Linked DNA regions of Triticum aestivum: region 2 is linked to region 1. Evidence: chromatin contacts called from public Hi-C data. All regions are on one chromosome and are shown on one strand. The core of a region is the stretch at or near the end of the contact, and the rest is flanking DNA. Distances in the headings are between cores, read along the strand shown. Region 1 holds the start of LOC123074651 (ABC transporter G family member STR2). Region 2 holds the start of LOC123078874.

Region 1 (3,802 bases), core at 636-3,135:
GGTTTCTTGAAAAGGAAGCAATGAAAGCAAAATGCAGCCTCCTTATCCACACTATATTCCAACCAATCAAACTTGTCAAACCATGCACGTTGAAAGGATCTCCAAATTTTACCATCCTTTGTCTTCTTGAATTTATGCCCAATAGCTTTATTTCGCTTGTTCAACAAATAAGCTCTTCTCATACCACTTCTGATTTGAGGGGCATAATCTTCTATATGTATTCTAAGTCCTGGATCAGCAATAATTTGACTTGGATGAAATTCTAGTATAGGCATTCTTTGTTGGTTTGTACTCTCATCAAAAGTGGTGTCATTTCTCTCATTGCTTGGGGTTGAGGGATCAGTTCTCTCATTAGTTGAAGTAGGAACTATGGTCCTACAGTCATGGGAAGAGGATCTGGGTTCACATTCGCTGGGATCAGTGGACTGGCTGGGATAGGATCGGGTTCGACACAAGGAGTGCTTGAACTACTTGCAAAAAAACTGTTTATGCTCATATTTTTCTCTTCATTTCTACAAATCTGCAAATAATTTGCATAGGAATAGGACACTAAATTAATTAACATAACATGAACTAGTAAGTAGCAACTACAAATGTACATAAATTTTTGATTCAAATTACCCAGCCGGCCAACAGTGGGCACGCCTCAACAGCTGAACGCCCCCTGGCTCAACGCCTCAACTCCTTCAGGAGCAGTACACCTACGAATCCGAGGCTTGGCTGGCAACTAGCAGGAGGCCCGCCGACGGCCAGCTTGGGTGGCCGCGGCCAGTTGGCACCTTGGCTCGTCGAAGAGGCGCATGCGCCTAGCTGCTGGTGTAGTGCTCCGGGCTCCGGCAGTCCGCCGCCCCCGCCGGTTGCCTGGTCCGTTGCCGGCCGCCCCAACACCGATGAACGCTAGGTCCGGAGCCCTGGATGCGCGTGTGGAGTGTGCAGCTTGCGTGGAGCCTGGAGCCCTGGATGTGTGCTTCGTTGCTCTAGTGTGGCCGTGTGGGCTGCTCTGCTGTTGCCTGTTGCTGGGCACTTGGGCTGATGGGCTGAGTTGTGAAGAGTAGTATTGAAAAAATTCATTTTTTGGAGGATAGGCTAGAGCCCTATGAAGCCCACCTACTGGACTCGCCACTGGCCAACCAAGATTCAATCAACAACACATCTTCAAAGGTTGTGAATGTTGGACCTCTTGGCTTGACTACCTTCTTCTTTTTCGTGTGCGATGTTTGCCCGAATTCAAACAAAGGGGAATTGATAGCCCCCATGTCAAATTGCATAGGCTCGGCCAGTGGCGACGTCTTCCGTGAAGCCATCTTGGATGCCCATTCACTGGGAGGCCGGAACATACTCGGACGGAGTGGATCGCCGGAAATCCTGAAATAAATTCAGGAATAATGCGAGCACCAGGACTTGAACTCTGGTGAGCTGGGGATACCACTGTCCCTCTAACCATCCAATCACAGGTTGGTTCACAGGTAATTCCTCTTTTTTAGAACTATTTTCACGGTAATTCCCAACTTCCAGTATGGTAGCTTCCTAATACTCTATTATAGACACATGGCATCCTTTCTCTGGCGGGCTTAACTCCAAAAGTTCAGCATTCCAGAAGCAACCTCCAAGCAAAAATAGCTGCTACGACACCTCAATGTGTATGAGGCCATGATACTGTCGAGGACAAACTGCCAATCACCTCTCGGCGGTCGAAACCAAAAGCTGACCCTACCAACGTTCACTCCGATGAATCTCATTGTCCATCCTCATTTCTCACGCCCGACATTGGCTCATACCATCGGGACAAACTCTCCAAGCTTGCAGTGGCATGCCAATAAGAAGGCCAATGCTTTAGTATACACACGCATTGCATGGTTACAAAAAACATCATACTGGACTGGCAGCAATAGACAGTCGCTAGTGTCTGTGAGCACCATGGCGCAGCCGAACCACCGGTACGGCGGCCACCGGGACCTGGAAGCCGTGATAGACATGGACCAGCCGGAGATGCCGACGGCGAAAGGCGGCAGCCGGTTCAGCTTCACCGGCGGGCTGGAGTTCACCAGCCTGACGTACACGGTGGTCAAGAAGCAGCGGGGCGTCGGCGGGGAGTGGGAGAAGAAGGACGTGGACCTTCTGCACGAGATCACCGGGTACGCGCCCAAAGGCTGCGTCACCGCCGTGATGGGCCCCAGCGGCGCTGGCAAGTCGACATTCCTGGACGCGCTCGCCGGGCGCATCTCCAGCCTCGACGGCCGCGTGGCGCTCGACGGCGTCGAGATGAGCCCCAGTGTCATCAAGCGCTCGTCCGCCTACGTCATGCAGGACGACCGACTCTTCCCCATGCTCACCGTCTACGAGACGCTCTTGTTCGCCGCCGACTTCCGCCTCGGCTCCGCCGTTTCCCCCTCCGACAAGAAGCTCCGCGTCGACAACCTCATCGAGCAGCTCGGGCTCACGGTAATATCCCATTAATCAAAGACGCTAGATCATTCGTACGTGCGCACGGTGTGTATAACGTGTTAACAAAACATCTGTGCAGACATCAAGGAACACGTACATCGGGGACGAGGGCACGAGGGGCGTGTCCGGCGGAGAGCGCCGGCGCGTCTCGATCGGCGTGGACATCATCCACGGGCCGGCGCTGCTGTTCCTCGACGAGCCGACGTCGGGGCTCGACTCGACGAGCGCGCACAGCGTGATCGAGAAGGTGCACGACATCGCGTGCGCAGGGAGCACCGTGGTGCTGACCATCCACCAGCCGTCGTCGCGGATCCTGCAGCTACTCGACCACCTCATCATCCTGGCACGCGGGCAGCTCATGTACAGCGGCGGGCCCAAGGAGGTGACCGCGCACCTCGGCCGCATGGGCCGCAAGGTGCCCAAAGGGGAGAACTCCATCGAGCACCTCCTCGACGTCATCCAGGAGTACGACCAGTCCGAGTTCGGCGTCAACGCCCTCGCCGAGTTCTGCCTCACCGGTCTGAAGCCGCGCAAGCTCGCCGCCGAGGGGATCTCCACCGTGTCTAGCATCCCTCCGACACCGGTTGGGCCCGGGGGCGAGGACTTCGACCACAGCCTCAGGAGCCAGCACTCCAAGTCTCCATGGAGCGGCGCGCAGTTCACGCCGTCCCGGCGCCCCAGGAAAGATCAAAGCGGCAAGTCACAGAACCCTCCAAGGTACCCCAAAAACGTTCCTCATCGTGCTATGAACATAGCTTGTCTCCGGGAATCGGTCGCATGAACCGCATAGCTTGTCTCCGGGAATCCACAGGTACGGGCCGGAGATCGTGATGGGGACGCCGACGCCGCTGAGCAGCATCTCTGTGTACACGGTGAACGAGGCCGACTACCTGTCGCCGGCGCAGCGCGCGTCCGCCACGGGGGCGCCCGGCGTGGGCATCAACGCGCTGGGGCACCGCGGCAAGTTCGCCAACTCGTACGCGGCGGAGGTGTGGGTGCTGATGCGGCGCAACTTCACCAACATCTGGCGCACGCCGGAGCTGTTCCTGTCGCGGCTGATGGTGCTGACGGTGATGGGGTTCCTGATGGCCACCATGTTCATCAAGCCCAAGGACAACACGCAGGGCATCACCAACCGGCTCAGCTTCTTCATCTTCACCGTCTGCGTCTTCTTCTTCTCCTCCAACGACGCCGTCCCGGCCTTCATCCAGGAGCGCTTCATCTTCATCAGGGAGACCTCGCACAACGCCTACCGCGCGTCCGCGTACGTGGTCGCCGGGGTGATCACGTACCTGCCCTTCCTCCTGCTCCAGTCCGCCGCCTACGCCCTCATCACCTGGTGGGCCATCGGGCTCCA
Region 2 (3,802 bases), core at 702-3,201, 600 kb after region 1:
ACTTCAGGATCCAAACAATACCAGGATAAAGTAAGAACCACATTACCTTAAAGATAATAGGGATAACTGGCCAAGAAGGTGATTTCCGATGCCGTGCATACTGTTCGAATGCGAATTGTACAACAAGACCTACCAGATAAGGTGCAAGAGTAGCTGAAGCTGCTGGACCAGTCCAGGGCCAAACCATGCCCATTGTCAGAAGCGGTATTATCAGGCTTAGAACCATCGTTGTTACTGAAGAAATTCGGAAAAATCTAGCTTTTGACCAGATGTAGCTCTTAGGTGCTACCTGCTGCAAAGGTCTCCAGACTTTATCAATCAACAGGACAAAAATCCCAACTCCTCCGTAAAACAGAGCCTCAGTGAAGAATAGTATAAGGAAATCTGCACACAACAATAAAATTCTATCAGTAATGCAGCTATGGCTAGTTTTTATCCAAATGAGGAATGGTATATGTAGTGTCTTTGGAGTAGATGTGTAAATATATTCCAAGAACGAATTACGTGCATCGGTGTTCATTTAAGGGAAAGAAAATTGTTACAATGTGTATGGGGGATGATCAGATGTAAAGCAATGAAATTACCTATTTTCAATCACCAATTACTTACATGCCTTTTAATGGAATAAATGCTACTAACAGGCACAGATATATGATTGTCTTAAATGGTAACCAACATAACTGATTTCCCTCAGCTAATAAAAGGTGGGACTGGGAGGTAAAGGAATGAGATAAAAGACACTATCAGAGTTGTTGAGGATGAAAAGAACAAATTTCTGAATTATCACAGAAAGGATACCTGTCAACAGGGAATCCTCAAACACGGCTGAGAGTACTCTCCGCAGGTAAAGCGATGGAAGAACCAAGAATGCCACAAGAATAGTTGGACCAACAAACCATACTAATCTAGATGCTTCCTTGCCAGGATGTGGCACACTCTCCACACTTAACGTTTGAGAGCTGCCGCCATGAAATGAGATGAATCCCGGTTTTCCAGCACTCCTCTCAGTAAAATCGGAGCCCAAAGATGCAGAGGAATCTGCAGTATTACTCTTGGTATCTTCTAAGACTGGCGTGTCCGAGGTAAGTGAAGCAATTGGCTCCTGTTTGTCGCTAGCAGTGCAGGAAACAATTCGCTTAATATGTCCATCATGGTTGCCGGAGCTCCTTAGAACTTGTTCTGTTAACATGTGGTAAAATCAACGTAAACGGCTATGTGTATTCAATAAAGAGCTTTTCATAAAGTAAGGGGAAAAATTACCTTTTAGAGTGCCCAAGTACTGCATCCTACATCCATTTACCCTTTGAACTGCAAATGATCCTGCAAGCTGAGAGATAACCCTGTGTCAAACCAGACAATTCACCGCAATTTTCATGTTCATAGCATCCAGAATCGCAGAAGTATATGGAGCATAGAGTAGGTACATGTAAGTATGTAACTGTCAAAATTTAAGAGGTACTCGTATTTCAGTAAAAAGTCTACCAAAAAATGACTGAAACTCATTGGCACGTTGACATCGCACCCAATAGAGGGAATAAAATCATCCTTTTCGAATTATCCATACGGGGGACTAAAACTTCCACCAGTAACTAATTAAAACTCACCTAATCGCTAACCAAGCACGAAATAGGAGGTCATACAGATAGAGGAAAAATGCTCTAGGCGTTTGGGCACGAGGAGGAGGGGATTGCCTTGGGATAGGAGCAGGCTACGGAGCTGAGGCGGCAGCGAGGAGAGGCGGAGAAGGCCGAAGCAGACGGGGAGGCGGCCCTGGGGCGGAGCCGGAGGACGGTGGGGCCTGCCACGGCGGCCATGGTCCGTTGCGCTATCTGGCAGCAGCAAGGGGAAGAGGACGGTGGGACGGACGGACGGGCGCCCCGGCCGCTTGGCCCGGTGAGGTTTGTTTGGTGTGGTGGTCGTCAGACTGCCGCACGAGAACTGTGACGTCGGGGCCCAGATGTCAGATTTTTTTCTTTTTTTAGAAGAATTCAGTTTTTTTTATAGAGAAGTTTGTTTTTTAAAGAACATGCATATGCGGACGGGCCTAGTATGTACAGCTGGGCTGCAATTTCACGGGGAAAACACGGCCGGGAAACTCGAGCCGATCGCAGACGGCGGCGCTCCGCGCACGTCCGCGTGGGATGGGCCAGCCCATTGTATTTCCATGTGCGTTGTTATTGACGATCAATAAAATAGAGCGTATTTGGCCTAAAAGCACGATGTAAAAGGGAGTGTTGATGGGGCGATTTCAGTGGAGCAAAGGAAGAGCTTGGCGGCGGCAATTTTTCACTAAAAAATGGAGCTTTCTTGAGGGGCCTTCGTTCTGGTTATGGTCTTATGGACAGAGTGATGGATCGCTCATCTGTTGAAGCAATTGCATATAGGAAAGCTTTATGCCTTGCTCACGATCAAGGATTAAGCTCGCAGTCTATTGCTTCTGACTATTCTGGTGTTATTTGTAGCATCCAGAACGGGACGTTTGGGGTAATTGTGATGATCATTAGAGAACTTATAGAGATGAAGAATGCTATGGACGGTATTCTCTCCGTCTGAAATTATTTGTCGCTCAAACAGATGTATTTAACGCTGAAATACGTTTAGATACATCCATTTCAGCGACAACTAATTCCGGGCGAAGGTAGTATAGTTTTTAAGCATGACGGTAGATGATGCAATGTAGATGCCCATAATTTTGCTAGCAATTCATTGCAACTTGTTTCAAGTTGTCATGTTTGGCTTTTGCAGCCTTCGGGCTATGTACAAAAGATTACCAATGGTTAATAAAGTATTTTTGCAGAAAAAAGATACTAGTCGTTATTTTAATAAAACTTGCATTTTAAATTCATTAGTTAGAAATATTTTGTTTTTTCACTTTGTTCTTCAAATTTTGGCTGAGTATATTATTTCAATGAATTTTAAAAAATTAGCCAATTGAAAAAATGTTCATGAATCTAAAAATACCTTAAATTATAAAATGCTTGTGATTTTGAAAAAAAAATCACAATTTTTCTAAAAAAATCATAAATTTTCGCTAATTTCAAAATATGTTCACGAAATTGAAAAAAATTGTGAATTCAAAAAATATTCACGGCTTTCAAAGAAAAATCATGAATTTTATAAATGTTTGTGGATTTGAAACAAAAAATAGAAAGGGAGAAAATAATAGAAAAAATGAAAAAAAAACAGTGGAAAAAAGGAAAAGAAAAAAGGACCTTCTGAAACCTTGCCAAAACCAGGTGGAAGGTTCGAGAAGCTTCCTAAAACTAGTCGGGACCTCATTCGCTTCCTTCGCTATTTGTCTGACCAAATAGTGTCGTTTAGTGAGCATTTGTTTGGTGATATGTATTACTATACATATCATTGTCATTGATTCACTGAGTCCTCCTAGTCTATGCATGTCGTAGGAGAATCAAGTGCAAGTCCATCATAGAAGATCACAATAGTCGTGCAAGTCCTTGCTTATGGATGTTCGTCCAATGCCATCGATGACTATGTTCGCATTGAGGAAGATCTCATCCTCGAGTGTGTGAGACGATTCACCAAAGTTGCGATCAAGATCTATTGAATGGAAGCACTAGGTGAAGGAAATATGCCCTAGAGGCAATAATAAAGTTATTATTTATTTCCTTATATCATGATAAATGTTTATTATTCATGCTAGAATTGTATTAACCGGAAACTTGGTACATGTGTGAGTACATAGACAAACAGAGTGTCACTAATATGCCTCTACTTTGACTAGCTCGTTAATCAAAGATGGTTAAGTTTCCTAGCCATAGACATGTGTTGTCATTTGATGAAC

Evidence for each region. A called contact is a pair of places that touch in the nucleus more often than the background predicts.
Region 2: a Hi-C map of leaf shows a contact between it and region 1, with 8 times the contacts expected there. The contact joins the promoter of LOC123078874 here to the promoter of LOC123074651 in region 1. A contact is called at or near these places in 3 of 5 Hi-C or Micro-C datasets (all in leaf).

The regions. Positions count from the first base shown.
Region 1 is chr3D:357,350,166-357,353,967 of IWGSC CS RefSeq v2.1, forward strand. LOC123074651 (ABC transporter G family member STR2) reads left to right here and starts at 1,886. Exons shown (of 4, transcript XM_044497436.1): 1 at 1,886-2,442; 2 at 2,525-3,162; 3 at 3,257-3,802. The coding sequence starts at 1,918.
Region 2 is chr3D:357,946,416-357,950,217 of IWGSC CS RefSeq v2.1, forward strand. LOC123078874 reads right to left here and starts at 1,952. Exons shown (of 5, transcript XM_044501514.1): 1 at 1,692-1,952; 2 at 1,261-1,327; 3 at 799-1,179; 4 at 47-384. The coding sequence starts at 1,814.